Linked DNA regions of Mus musculus: region 1 is linked to region 2. The links are chromatin contacts, called in public HiChIP or PLAC-seq maps. All regions are on one chromosome and are shown on one strand. Each heading gives the region's core, a stretch centred on a gene start, on an enhancer-like site or on the middle of the called end of the contact. The rest is flanking DNA. Distances are from core to core; before and after follow the strand shown. Region 1 holds the start of A630001G21Rik (RIKEN cDNA A630001G21 gene). Region 2 overlaps Sp100 (nuclear antigen Sp100).

Region 1 (7,202 bases), core at 2,448-4,947, 72 kb after region 2:
CTTCCCATTAGATTTAAGGCCCACTCCACAAAAGGGAGTTCACGTCTGGTAGTGTCAGCCAGTACAAAAGCATGCAGATGAGGAGGTCATAGGCCTCAATGGGAAAGCAATCTCTAGATGGATTTTCTAGATGGATTTGGCGTGCTTGCTCAACTGCCTTCTAAATTTGTGTGTCTGCACCCATAGATCACTGTCAGCTTCAACTCATAGCTCCTGGTGAAGCTCCAGATAACAAGTGACTTGTTACTGTGGCATGGTGGCCTGTTTCCTAGCCATAGGTGGACATCTATAGTCACCCCCTCCAAAGTTAAGGGATGAGATGAGGTGGAAAGAAAGTAATGAGGAGAGGAGAAAGGGGTGGAATACTATGTAACAGTTTCCTCAGAGATTAAAACATCCCATCCTGCAAGTAAGATCCTCAAGCAGGAAGGTAAACAATTCAACAGCTTCAGGAAGTTCCTAAAATCGACCAGATCCATTCGGCCCCTCTCTGCCAGAGTTAAAAGTCAGTGCTCAAAGTCCTTCTCAGGTGAAGGGAAGGCAAGCTGCTAAGATGACTCTCAGAGCAGAGAAGCAGCAAAGAATTGATTCTAGGATCAAAACAGCTTTCCTTAAAGAAACAGAAACCAGCAGGGCCGCCTGGTTGAGGTTTAGACCCACCGAGGCACCAGGAAAGGACATTTCCCAACCTGTTTGAGCTGCCTACAGGCTGTGTACACTGTGTTCCAGATTCCTAGCTTTGGGAGCTGTTGGCTTTGTTGGGCTGGTATTTGCTGATGCAACTTTGAGTCATTTCTGTTCCTGCAAGAAACCCCTCACCCATGTTCCTGTAAGTAACCCCAGTAAAACGCGTTGGTTCACCAAGTAGGACATTGGTAGTATCCACAGTTTGGTCTGTCATGGCTTCTGTAATGGTGAACATTGTGTTTAGAGGATAAACTTGCTGTGCAAGCCTTGTAAAAACAAAATTGTTTTGAGCTTGTATAAGCCATAAGGAAGTTTCCCCTACCTTGAATGTACCCTGTCAGCTAGCCTGAGATAGACTATTTCCTGATGCAATTGAGCTATTCTTAAAACCTGCTGATTGTTACAAAAATATTTCACCTCCTCAGCTATCCCAACAAAGTAATAGGGTCACAAGATCAAATAGGCTAACTGTTAAATCCCATTTTTGTATGAAACCCTAGCTTGGATGACTGAGGTACCTGCTGGACATCTGTTTACAAAATCAAGCCTTGCCTGCTCACAGACAGGATACGAGTTAATTTGTCTTACCCAAATTACAACTGTATAGTTTTCACCTTTATAATCTTTGAACTAACAATAGGTAGGGGAACTTACCTGGGGAACTCTTTCTGGTTTGGTCCTGGCCATTTGTGTTTGTTTGTTTGTTTGTTTGTTTGTTTGTATAAAAAGCTTTTACTTGCCGGGCGTGGTGGCGCACGCCTTTAATCCCAGCACTTGGGAGGCAGAGGCAGGCGGATTTCTGAGTTCGAGGCCAGCCTGGTCTACAGAGCGAGTTCCAGGACAGCCAGGGATACACAGAGAAACCCTGTCTCGAGTCTCGAAAAACCAAAAAAAAAAAAAAAAAAAAAAAGCTTTTACTTTACTAAAACCAAAACTTGAGACTTTGAGACTGTGAATCTCTGAACGGCCCTGGACCCACACCTGCTTCCTGTCTGGAGTGAGTAGATGTCTAATTGCTCTTCCTATCCCTGCATCAAGAATTAATTAGTAATTAGTAGCTGCTGAGAGGTGGCATCTGGGGGATGAGCCCCCTTATAGGTCATCTGACCCCAAGTGGTTCTCCCTATACACACAGACATGGGAGCAACACTAGAGGAACTCAGCAGGCTGTGCACATGTATGTGCATGCATGCATACATACATACATACATACATACATACATACATACATACATTGTGTAAGTATAGCAGTAATAGTGAAAGAGGAAGAGGCCACTGCTTTGCAAGGGAGTGAAGGGGACAGTGAAGGGGACAGTGAAGGGGACAGGAGAATGGAAATGATGAAAACACAGTACCTATGTATGAAATTCAAAAGCATTAAACATTTCAGTTTAGTCTTAACATCCCTGCTGAAAACCCACTATCTATGCCTGCTCATGTATCTCTCTTCAGTCCATTTGTTAGTCCCCACGCCAGAGCACCCCACTGCCTTGGGAACTGCAGGTTTGAAGTGTTTCAGAGATGGAAAGGGTAACTCATCCATCTATCTGTATTCTTCCCTAAGACCGTTCTGGCTCTTCAGGGGCCCCTACAGTACCGTACGACTCTGAGGTTCAGCATCTCCATTTTTGTGGGCCGGAAAAGCCCAAACTATTAGAATATGGTGGGAAGGGCTGTTGGAAATTCTATAGTGGTTGTTGAATCAGTAATTGTTTTGGATAGTGTTGACATAGCTGGACAAAGGCAAAATGGGACCCAGTCGGAGCAAAGGCTTGGCAGATCACCCCAGCTTTCTATTCTGCTGGATTATAGCTTCTACCAAGAATCAGTCTCTCCAAAACAATGCTGGGTATTGGCAAAGAAAGATTTCCGGGGTCCCTGCCCTCCTCCCTCGATTAGGCCACGACTGGATGTGGGCAGGGCTGAACTGGAAAGTCAGGGTCTGAGTACACTTTTGAAATTTAACGATTTTTAACAGAAAAACGAAACCAGGAATTAAACTTGGACAAAGAAGTGCTAAGCCTTCATCCTAGCCCTTAGCTCTTCCTCTAGAAGCAGGAACTTGCTAATGTCCTTTCCTGAACGGTAGTTGGTCCATCCCAAACCACACTGCCGGTGCGATAAAAATGAGCAAACACATATAGACAGCTTCAGGGGCTAGCAAGTGGCACCTCCTCTGCTTGCCCCCCACCCCCACCTCCTAGCCTTACCCCCACCCCCGCCAACCACAACCCTACCCCAGGAGGAGCAGCGCAGGGCACTAAGGGGAAATCAGCAGTGGCCCCCTGGGGGCAGACTCCACCCCTTCCCTCCCTGAAGGATATGACCTCAGGCTGGGTGCTCCCCTGAGGCTGGTCCGTAAATGGCTCCGGTCCTGACCCTCTTACAGGAAGGAGTACAGGACATAGCAGCCCAAGTGTACCACTTTGGAACCCTTGAGATGAGCAAGGAGAAACAGCACGTGTTGGAGACTTTCTCTGAAAGCCCTCTTCTGCCTAAAGGCAGGTCTTTTGAGAGAATTCCCTTACAGCAGTGCTTCCCTGAGAGTTCCATAGAAGAGTGATTGTCTCATGCCAGGAGAGGAAGCTAGAAGTCAGCTCTCTCAGAGAAACTCTGTCTCAAGCCACCATCCATTCTATCTGTTTGTTTTCACCTAAAACACTTCACAGGCTGCCTAACACCCCTTCCCCTTCCAAAAGAATGCTTAAGCACCTCTCTTGTTCGTTAATAAGTTTGCTCTCTGTGGTGCATTAATCTGTCTGGTATCGGGCTATTTCATAGACTCATTTAAGGAGTCCTCTGGGAGTCAAGGCCTCCCTCCCTCCTCTCCCTCACTTCATCCCAAACACCCTTCCACCTCCTCCCCAGTTAGCTACCTTGGGTCTGGGGGAGTCCGCAGGGGACACCTTCAGCCTTCCTCACGGCGGGCGTCAATTGTGGTCAGTAGCAAGTACAGAAAGCAGAGCGAAAGCTAGGACCTCGATCTGGGGTGGGTTTAGGGAAAACTTTAGTGAAATTTGCATTCACTTCCTCTGTGTCTCCCTGTACCACGTTCCCTCTCTCGGGTCTCTGCAAAGTCTATCCTGACCTCTGGTGGTAGCACTTGGTTACTGCACCTTTAGAAATACAGGTTGAGAGGCCTTCAGCCTGAAACCACTTGGACCATAATCATATTTAGCTTTCCAGCTTTTGGAGATTTGATGATATTTGCTTTACACATAATGAAATATTTTGAAGGTGGGACCTGTAGCAGTTACTCTTCTGCTGCTCTGATAAAATACCACACTCAAGGCATCGTAAAGGAGAGTTTATTTGGGCTTTTACAGTTCCAGAGGGGTAAAAGTCCAACATGGCAGAGAATAGAAACAATCAGCCGCAGTCACGGTACAGGAACAACGGAGCTCGAATCTCTTACTGCAGGAATGGGGGTGGGGGACTGGAAACGGTGTGTGCCTTCGAAACCTCAAAACTCCGAGATGTACTTCCTCAAGGTACACCATGTCTAATCCTCCCCCAAACAGCACCTTAGACTGGAAACCTCACACCCAACCACCTAAGACCGTGAGAGAGGGACATTTTCATTCAAATCACCACACCCAGAAATGTCAGACTTCGTGGAGCTATCACCAAAATATTCCCCAGTAAGTGATCACCATGCAAGAGTACTCTAGAGAGTACTAATATAAAATTACAATGGAGCAAGTTGTTGGGGTCCAGGAGTCGCCCCACAAACCACAGAAACACCTATCTCAGTTAAACAGGGATGGCTTATTGAACACAAGACTCATCCGCCAGGACGACAGCTCAAAGATACACACTGGACATTTCTCAGGAGAGACTTATAACAAATAAAACTGCAAAACCCACAATGAGTTCACAGGCAGGACCTAGAAGTGCTGCCCAGTAGTCAGCCCTGACTCAAACCATTTTAGACATAACAGTTCGTATTGACCTTTAATTTGATGAGTCCTACCTGAAGCTTATAGTTGTGGAATATCTTAAGATTAGCAAACCTCTTAACGTACAGAACATAACAGAGTATGTGGTCAGCATGGCCCTGCTCTGAGGGGAGTCGTTTTTTCTGCATCAATAACTGGCAGGCACATTACAGCAATGATATGTCTTAGCTGCTTAGTTGGCTGGCATGGAACAAACTGGCCACAGCTGTGCTGGGGGCGGTAGGGGCAGCCTTACCAGAAGTATTAAAAAAAAAAAAAAAAAGCCTTTTCTAAGCCCAACCCTTCCTCTTGATCCCCTCCAGTCTTGCAGAGACTAAAAAGAAACAATGATACCAAAGAGAAGACACCAAGCAAGAAGGAAAAGCAGTTAGCCAGCTCCTCTGTGGCCCAGGTGATTACTAAACCGAGTCCTTTCTTATCACTAAATGAAACCTCTGGTGTTGCCAGGGACTTTAGCCAGCTCCAGCAGATGTGATAGTGTTCAAGCTATGGTGTCCGAATATGTGGGTGGCACCCCTGCAAAGAAATGCTGTGTTTTGCTAATACCTGCAACTCTGCCTGTGGGATTTTATCTGGCCAGCCTGGATACTGAAAGCTTTGAAGCAGTCCAAATGGGAAGTGCTGGGGTTTTCATGTAACCAGAAGCAGACCTCAACCAGGGAGGAACAGGACGGTCTTGGGTGAGCTTCATAGTTCCTCGACTCCTCTGTAGAAAAACTCTGATCTCTTTCTGCTAGTACTACTTCCTTATTTAAAACAACTTCCTTACAGGGCTGGTGGGATTGTTCAGTGGTTAAGAGCATTTGTTGCTCCTGTGGGAGACTCAGGTTTGGTTCCCAGCACCCACATGGTGATGCACAATCATCTGTATCTCCAGTTCCAGGAGAATCTGATGCCCTCTTCTGGCTTCTGCAGATACTGCACACACATGGTGCATATACATACGGGCAAAACAACATGAAACAACATTTTTTAAAAATCTTATTAAAGTTATTTTTGGGTACGTGTTATGTGAGTATAGGTGTCTATGAACCCTGACACTCTGGTGTGTGGAGATCAGAAGGCAGCTCTCACCTTCCTCCTTGCTGAAGCAGCTTCTCTTGTTTCTGTTCCTACTAAGTGCTTCAGGCTAGCTGTCCATTGAGCTTCTGGCTGATCCCCACCCCCCACGTTCCCCCCACACCACCCTCCACCCCCCCACCCGTCCTTTAGGAATGTCAGGATTACAGATGCAGGCCACTCTGTGGCTGCTTCCCCACAGTTTACAAACTCATATCTCAGTGTCTGTTTCTTTTTTTTTTTTAAGATTTATTTATTTATTTATTTATTTATTTATTTATTTATTTTATGTATATGGGAACACGGTAGCTGTACTGACGGTTGTGAGCCATCATGTGGTTGCTGGGAATGAAGGTTGCTCGCTCTGGTCTGCCCCACTCACTCCAGGCTCAAGATTTATTTATTATTATTTCTTAGTACACTGTAGCTGTCTTCAGATGCACCAGAAGAGGGCATTAGATCTCATTACAGATGGTTGTTCAGCCCCTCAGTGTCTGTTTCTTGAGGAGATCAAAACCAAGACTCCAGAGAGTGGAGAGGTAGCTTAGCAGGAAAGAGCACCTGTGGTTCTTGCCAAAGATCTGGGTTAAGTTCCTGGCACCCACGTGACAGCTTAGTAACTCCAGGAGCCCCAACCCCCTTTCAGCCTCCGAGAGCATGAGGCACACATGTATGCATACAAGGCTTTGACATATAGACAAATGCTCATATATTTAAAGGAAAAATGAGGGATTTGAACTCCGAAGGTTCAGAGTTCAAATCCCGGCAACCATCTAATGCCCTCTTCTGGTGCATCTGAAGACAGCTACAGTGTACTTATGTATAATAATAAATAAATCTTTGGGCCGGAGCGAGCGGGGTTGACTGGAGCAAGTAGAGATCCTAAAAGTCAATTCCCAACAACCACGTGAAGGCTCACAGCCATCTGTACAGCTACAGTGTGCTCATATACATCAAATAAATAAACCTTTAAAAATAAAGGAAGCCGGGCGTGGTGGTGCACGCCTTTAATCCCAGCACTTGGGAGGCAGAGGCAGGCAGATTTCTGAGTTCGAGGCCAGCCTGGTCTACAAAGTGAGTTCCAGGACAGCCAGGTCTACACAGAGAAACCCTGTCTCGAAAAAACAAACAAACAAACAAAACAAAAAACAAAAAAAAAAGGAAAATGAATATATCTTTTAAAAATTAAAAATTCTAAGACACCAGGAAAACACAGAATGACTTCAAAGGCTTAAGTCTGTGTTGGGCTAAGTCTTAGTGCTTGTCCAGTCTGTAGACCAATCACACTGAAGTTTTGATTTTACTCATAAGTGAGTTTCCTGCCTGACACCTGGAGATGGCAGCTAGTGGGAGTTTCACCACATCTTGAAACAGAAGATAGATTTTCATCACATAACTCATCTGACTTCCTGCCCCTGAAATGCTCCATTTCCTCCCATGATGCCCTAGGAACCAGCAAGGAGAGTCATAGATGGGGGTCAGAGCTCACTCAGTGCA
Region 2 (6,864 bases), core at 843-3,342:
ATGGAACTCAGACTACCAGGATTAATGGCAAGTGCCTCCACCCACTGAGAGATAGCCCCATAGTTGACCTTTAGCCCATATTTTCCTTTCAAAGTTGGCCCTTCTTACATGTAATATAAATGAGTATGGTATCCCAAAGTCACCAGTGATTACTTTCAAAGAGACAATATTTACTTGTTTCATGAAGTAGTCATGCAAATATAAAGCTTCCCCTTAGAAGATACGTTTGGAGGGGATTGAGGTACCCTAACTATAATTATTTTTCTAGGGCTCTTCTGTGACATGGAAGCCTGCACTGAAATTTTCTCTATTCAATATTTTTATTTAAGGATTTGCTAGATTCCTGTAGATCGCTGGTCCCTGTGGACAAAGTGATCTACAGAGCCCTGGAGGAACTGGAGAAGAAATTTGACATGACGGTACTGTGCGAATTGTTCAATGAGGTCAACATGGAGAAGTACCCCGATTTGAATCTCATTCGTAGAAGCTTTGGATGTGGTAATTGGGTTTTATATCGCTCCTTGAGAGCACAGTCCTTTTTGTTGTCAACAAATGTATATTAAGCTTTTATCATGTGCCATATATAATGCAGAGCAATTGAGGATATAACAGTTAACAAGACTACTGTGTCATGAATCATATGAAAACTTATGACTAATGGCTGACACCCTCCAGAGCTCTGCCGCTGGGCATTTAGGCTCTCAGGACAATAGGAGGCATACCATCATCAGGCTATGTAGAAGAGGGTAGGATTAGAAGTGCTGATTGTCAGTAGGGTAGCACTGTTGTGTCTCTCAGTGGGCATTCTTACATGGCAGTCCATCAAATTGGTTACCGCCCACCTTGAGTGACGACTCAGCTGTGGGTGCAGGATCCATCTTAGTATAGCACCTCATGCTCATAGAAACCAACAATGTGTGAGTTAGCTCTTCAACCCCGTCCTGCCCATCTTCAAAGCTGCCTGGGACTTCCCTTTGGTATGTGCCAGATCCTAGACCTTTGATCCATGAAAGCCTTTGTTTCTTCTTACCATTGTGATACCCTGGAAGTCATGTTTTTCTTCTATTTTACCTGTTGTGATATATATCTTCGCTGCCCTCTGAACACTGGAAGAGGAACACAGCTCACAGAGTTTGTTTTCCTCTTTTGTTCTTGACCTTGAATGTCTCTTTTCTATATGGGCAGAATAAAGTTGACTGTGGGAGTCTTCTCTCTCCCAGGGCATGATGGATGAATTTAGGCATAGGAAACCCATTGAGCTTGGAGTGACTGAAGGGCTATAAATTCCTAAATGTGTAGTTTTGAAAAACTGCCCCTGGTCCCTGCTAGAGATGGCTAATGGTTTCCTCCTCTTCTTCCCTCTTCCTTTCCTCCCACTTCAGTGTTTCCCAATGAATTGTGTTTCCAAGGAATTGATGGAGGGAACCCAAACTCCCAGCTAAGTCTTGAACAAGGTAATTACACCTGCAGAAAGTTTCTTATCTCATCTGAGACTAGGAAATAAAGGTGACCATGAGAAGAGTGTGAATGAGAAGAAATAGAGACAGCAAGGTGGGCAGTGGGTATGAGCCTGGTGTTAGCTTTCCTGTACTGGGACAAATTACCAAGGAGGAGCTGGACATGCAAAACCCTGAGGCAGGAGGATTGTGAGTTTGAGGCCAGCCAATTTACATAGGAAAACTCTCTCAAAAACAAAACAACATGGCTAGTCAATTTCTTTGGATTCATGGATTTAGAGACTTTAGTCCAGATGGTTTGATCACGTAAGGTCTATGGTGGGGCAGAACTTCAAAGTAAGGGATTGGGTGAAGCAAAGTTGTTCACTTTATGGGGTCCTGGGAGTAAGGAAAGAGAGGAGGTACCTGTGGCCCTTCAAAGGTACACCCTTGGTGATCCAAATTTCTTCTACTGGGCTCTGCTGATTAATGATATCACCAGAATCCATTCATTCCATTCTGAGGGGCAGACCTCTAATATATGAGCCTTGGAAGGAAGAGGCACTTGAGATGAAAACTTTGACCAGCCTCTAATGGGAAGTAGGATCTTGGCAGAGCAACCATGACATCAGAGGATCATCCTGATACCCACGATGAAGCAATCTGAGGCCAGTGTCAGGAATCCAGACTGAAAGAGACTGAGTACTCAGAAGTCACTGCAGTTTAGAAAAGTCCCTGAAGGAGATGATCCATTTTAAACTGTGAAGGGTGAAGCATTATGGTCCAGGTAGCCTCAAAGAGGAAACACTCTGTTAGAGAGATGCTCCTGTTATTTTGTGTATCCTTACATCTCTTACCACAGATGTGTGATAGGTGGGATTTACCCACAGCAACTATATCTTCAGACACCAGCAGGGTGTCTTATGGTTTAAATTCAGATAAGGGGCTCAGTGTTATAATAAACAGAAAGAATGAAAGACAATGACAGAAAGATCCATTTAGTTTTTTGCTTTGCTTAGCATCTACTCTTGATTCCTGTCTAACCCAGCTGCCATTAAGGATTGGTATCATTCAGATGGCCAGTTTATAGAGGAGGAAGCTAAAATTGGGAGAGACCATGTGTGGAGTGTTCACGGGGTCAAACAAAGCAACAAGAATCCAGGCATTCTGGAGGCAGGGTCTGTGTTCTTGAGCATGTACTGCTAATCATGAAAACATGAAACAGCCATGGGGGAAATACGGAGAGAAAACATAGGAAGGAAGCAAGAATGGAAGGGAAGGGAGGCAAGCTGTCACTGAATCCTGAGGAGAAGGCCAACAAGGATGAGCCATCTGATATATACTCACTCGGAGGCTATTGTGTGAAAGGAGATAGGGTCCAAGGACTCCTGGGAACTCATGTAAGGCCACAGGGCAGGGAAGCTCTGGGGACCCATGTGGGCATCCTTTAGTCAGGGATATGAAGACCAGTCATCTCTAGGTGCTAGCGTGGCCCAGGCAGGACTCCACTCAGCCAGGGATGATCCTTGTATCCTACTCCATGACCTGAGTCTGACCTCAAGAATCAGGGGGAACCTAACAACTCCAGATGAGCTCTGGATTGGTGCCTCGATGGGCTATTTAGCCCTTTCGTCAAGATAAGAAACCCTTCTGCTCCAACTTCTGAAATCAACATCTTGGTTTTTCTTTTTCTCCTTAGGACCTGGTGCCAGCTATTCTCAAGGAAGCCCGAATGGGTCATCCTTAGATCTCTCCGCATCTGAAGGTCAGTTCTTGCTGACTCTATAAACATTGCTGTCTCCTACCATTGATCCCAGTTTGCCTTTGTTACTGTGATGAAACACCATGATCAGAAGCAACCTGGGGAGGAAAGGGTTTAGTACATCTTACAGAATGTTGATTACTGGCTTGCTCAGCCTGCCTTTTTCCATATCTTAGGACTACCTACACGGGGTGATACCACCCACAGTGGGCTGGGCCTTCTCATGTCAGTCATTAAGGAAGAGTCCCCCAGTGATTTGCCTACAGGCCAATCAGATAAGAGAAATTTTCTCAGATGGGAGTCCCTCGTCTCAGATGATCCTATCTTGTTTTGTTGACAAACAAAATACAACGGAACTGAAAAGTCACCCATACACTGTGAGCGTGGGGATGCTCTTTCCTTGTGTTTCTGATGTCCACATTATCTACATCCATACTTTCTCCAAGTTTAGGGTTTAAATTTTGGGGCCTTGGGCTCCTGGGTTGCATAGAAAGGGTTCCGGCTTCTGTAGGTGTTGCCTGTATATGCAGATCCACAGTGGTTTGCCTGTGCTTTGCTTGACTATGACTGGATACTGCTTACCTGTTCTGCTCTTATGTCCAGCGGTGGTTAGAAGGGTGTGATGAGAAGGCTCCTTCTGTGAGGCAACACATGGTCCCCCTTGGGTTTACCTCATCAGATCATAACACATCTGGACCCCCTATATGATGCTTCATTTGCTATCACTGGGCTAACGGGCTGGGAATCCCACTCTAGACAAGATGGATCACTAAAAAAAATCCTTCGGGTTTTTTTTTTTCTATTGTTGTTGTTTTTTTATTTGTTTGTTTGAACAGGCTTTCCCGGTATAGCCTTGGCTGTCCTGGAGTTGTACACCAGGCTGGCTTTTGAACTCACAGAGATCAGCCTGCCTCTGCATGCAGAATGCTGGGATTAAAGGCAGGCACCACCACTGCCTGGCTCCCTTTGATGTTCTAATTAATCTGTCTACTTCCTTAATTGAATATCTATTTAAACTATTACTAATTCAGAATATTCTAAATTCAAGGCATTGATTATAATGGTTTTCTTTTCTGATATATTGGATATTGATATAGGTATTGCATTTATCTTCTCAATAACTTAAAGATGATGATGTGTCACCCCATTTTCAGAGGATGCAAAGTTCATTTCAGGGGTTCTAATCCTTCACCCAACTAAGTATTGGGATTCAGTTATGCCTTAAGATCCTGGCAAAGTAGAAATGTCTGAGTTGAAATTCTGCCTTTGTGAGCCTAGACAGGTTACCTGGCCTGTCTGGGCCCTGGTGTCATCTCCTGTGAAAGGGATGTGACAATGGTACATGCTACAGAGGGATGTTAAGTGACACTGTGAAGGGCATTCATAGATGTGTTTATTCTTTCAACGCTGTTGCAGGCATTTCTTGTTATTGTTGTTGTTGTTGATTCTCTGTCAGAGTCACTTGTACCTACTTCCAGAATCCAGAGTTCTCACCACTGCATTAAATGGGTATTTTCTTCTGTCTGTGTATCTAACATGTATACTGACTATGAATTATCAATTATTCCTCAGGCTGGAGAAGTAATGATAGAAGAAATTCCAACCTCATGCAGGCAAACCAAACTGAGAATCATCAGCTTGCCGAATCACCAGGTCACCTTGGTATGTGTGCTTTAGTGTTTATTCCTTTCCCATGACTCGTCTCTGGAAACACATGTCTAGCACTTTGGAAGACTTTCTGTGGAGGTTCTAGGTGGAATAAACCACTTAAAAAGAAATTTTCTAAAATTAACACTTCAAACTCTAAAATGCTTTAAAAGATTGATTGTTTTGTTTTATGTGTGTGTGTGGTATTGTCTGCATTTATGTATATATACCATGTGTTCCCTACGATGATGGAAGACAGTGTCAGATACCCTGACATTGGAGTCGTGGACAGTTGTGAGGTACCATGTGGGTGCTAGAAACCATACCCAGGTCCTCTCTGCATTACAGCAAGTGTTCTTAACCACTGTGCCATCTCTCTATCCACCACCACAGCTCCATACAAAAATAAACTGAAACAAGCAAAACAACAGCTTTCCAGAGTGGCATTTGATATAATTGTTATACATTTCAAAATCTTCCACTTGAACTTTTTTTTAGCATTTGAAAAGATAGCAATATCTAAGAGCCTGAATTCTTGACTGTTTTTCCGCAGGTACACAGGGTGGGAATAAGAAGCAATGAGTGGGTGGGATTGTGGTCAGTGATGAACAAAGGGAAGGGATGCAGAGGGGAGGAGTGATGCAGAGGGGAGGAGGAGTGCAGTGGGGAGGGGGAATGCAGTGGGAGGAGGAGTGCAGTGGGGAGGAGGAGTGCAGTGGGGAGGAGTGATACAGTAGGGAGGAGGAGTGCAGTGGGGAGGAGGGGTGCAGTGGGGGGGAGGAGTGCAGTGGGGAGGAGTGATACAGTAGGGAGGAGGAGTGCAGTGGGGAGGAGTGATGTACTGGGGAGGAGGAGTGCAGTGGGGAGGAGGAGTGCAGTGGGGATGGGGATGCAGTGGGAAGGAGGGGTACAGTGGGGAGAAGGAGTGCAGTGGAGAGAAGGGATGCAGTGGGGAGGAGGGGTGCAGTGGGGAAGAGGAGTACAGTGGGAAGGAGGAGTGCAGTGGGGAGGAGTGATACAGTAGGGAGGAGGAGTGCAGTGGGGAGGAGTGATACAGTAGGGAGGAGGAGTGCAGTGGGGAGGAGTGATACAGTAGGGAGGAGGAGTACAGTGGGGAGGAGTGATACAGTAGGGAGGAGGAGTGCAGTGGGGAGGAGGGGTGCAGTGGGGAGAAGGAGTGCAGTGGAGAGAAGGGATGCAGTGGGGAGGAGGGGTGCAGTGGGGAAGAGGAGTACAGTGGGGAGGAGGAGTGCAGTGGGGAGGAGTGATACAGTAGGGAGGAGGAGTGCAGTGGGGAGGAGTGATACAGTAGGGAGGAGGAGTGCAGTGGGGAGGAGGGGTGCAGTGGGGAGGAGGAGTGCAGTGGGGAGGAGGAGTGCAGTGGGGAGGAGTGATACAGTAGGGAGGAGGAGTGCAGTGGGGAGGAGGAGTGCAGTGGGGATGGGGATGCAGTGGGAAGGAGGGGTGCAGTGGGGAGAAGGAGTGCAGTGGAGAGAAGGGATGCAGTGGGGAGGAGGGGTACAGTGGGGAAGAGGAATGCAGGGAAAACCAGTGAATTCTTCCTGAGTGTATGGTCTGGAACAACTCTATCTGGAAATGGCATCCTAATGATGTCCATGGCAGGATTCAATAAATAACAATCCACTCAGATGGGCTGAAGAGTGAACAATTAGCCATCGATCTGTATATCAATCCAATAGTCTGAGCCAACAGAGACAGGGACTGTGGTGCACACTCATGGGGTAAGGACTGTAATCAACCCATGACCCTGAAAGGCAGCTCTAACCTGTAGATTGGGACATAAAGTACACAGCCAGGGCCACATCCCATGTTAAGGCTTCTATTTCAATTATTTTTCTCTGGAACTTAACTTTTTTTTTTTTTAGAAAATACTAAACAGAAAAAAAAACATGAAACTGTACTGCATACTATATTATTCATTCACATACTGTTGAGTTTAGGGGACTAGAATGGGCTGGAAAGACAGAATCTGCTATGCGCCAGGGAGGTTCCCTGTAG

Evidence for each region. HiChIP or PLAC-seq counts read pairs in DNA pulled down with a chosen protein or histone mark.
Region 1: a contact with region 2 is called in an H3K4me3 HiChIP or PLAC-seq map of bone marrow-derived macrophages, with 4 times the contacts expected there. The contact joins the promoter of A630001G21Rik here to the enhancer-like site in region 2. A contact is called at or near these places in 1 of 39 promoter capture datasets (macrophages), 1 of 15 datasets of contacts at CTCF or cohesin (large pre-B cells), 2 of 484 Hi-C or Micro-C datasets (bone marrow-derived macrophages and nephron progenitors), 9 of 115 datasets of contacts at active chromatin or transcription factors (the 230-238 cell line, the HPC-7 cell line, acute myeloid leukemia and 5 more) and 4 of 9 other capture datasets (adipose tissue, liver, macrophages and 1 more).

The regions. Positions count from the first base shown.
Region 1 is chr1:85,732,909-85,740,110 of GRCm38.p6, forward strand. A630001G21Rik (RIKEN cDNA A630001G21 gene) reads right to left here and starts at 3,698. Exons shown (of 6, transcript NM_177055.3): 1 at 3,564-3,698.
Region 2 is chr1:85,662,144-85,669,007 of GRCm38.p6, forward strand. It overlaps Sp100 (nuclear antigen Sp100), which reads left to right. Exons shown (of 22, transcript NM_001372231.1): 3 at 330-498; 4 at 1,383-1,454; 5 at 3,136-3,201; 6 at 4,771-4,860. Among named protein-coding and RNA genes, the nearest start is that of Sp100, 16 kb to the left of the region's middle. Within about 2 kb of position 2,093, at least 2 of the 459 cell types and tissues checked have an H3K27ac peak or open chromatin away from gene starts, as enhancers often do. A contact at or near this core is called in bone marrow-derived macrophages, where this site is marked.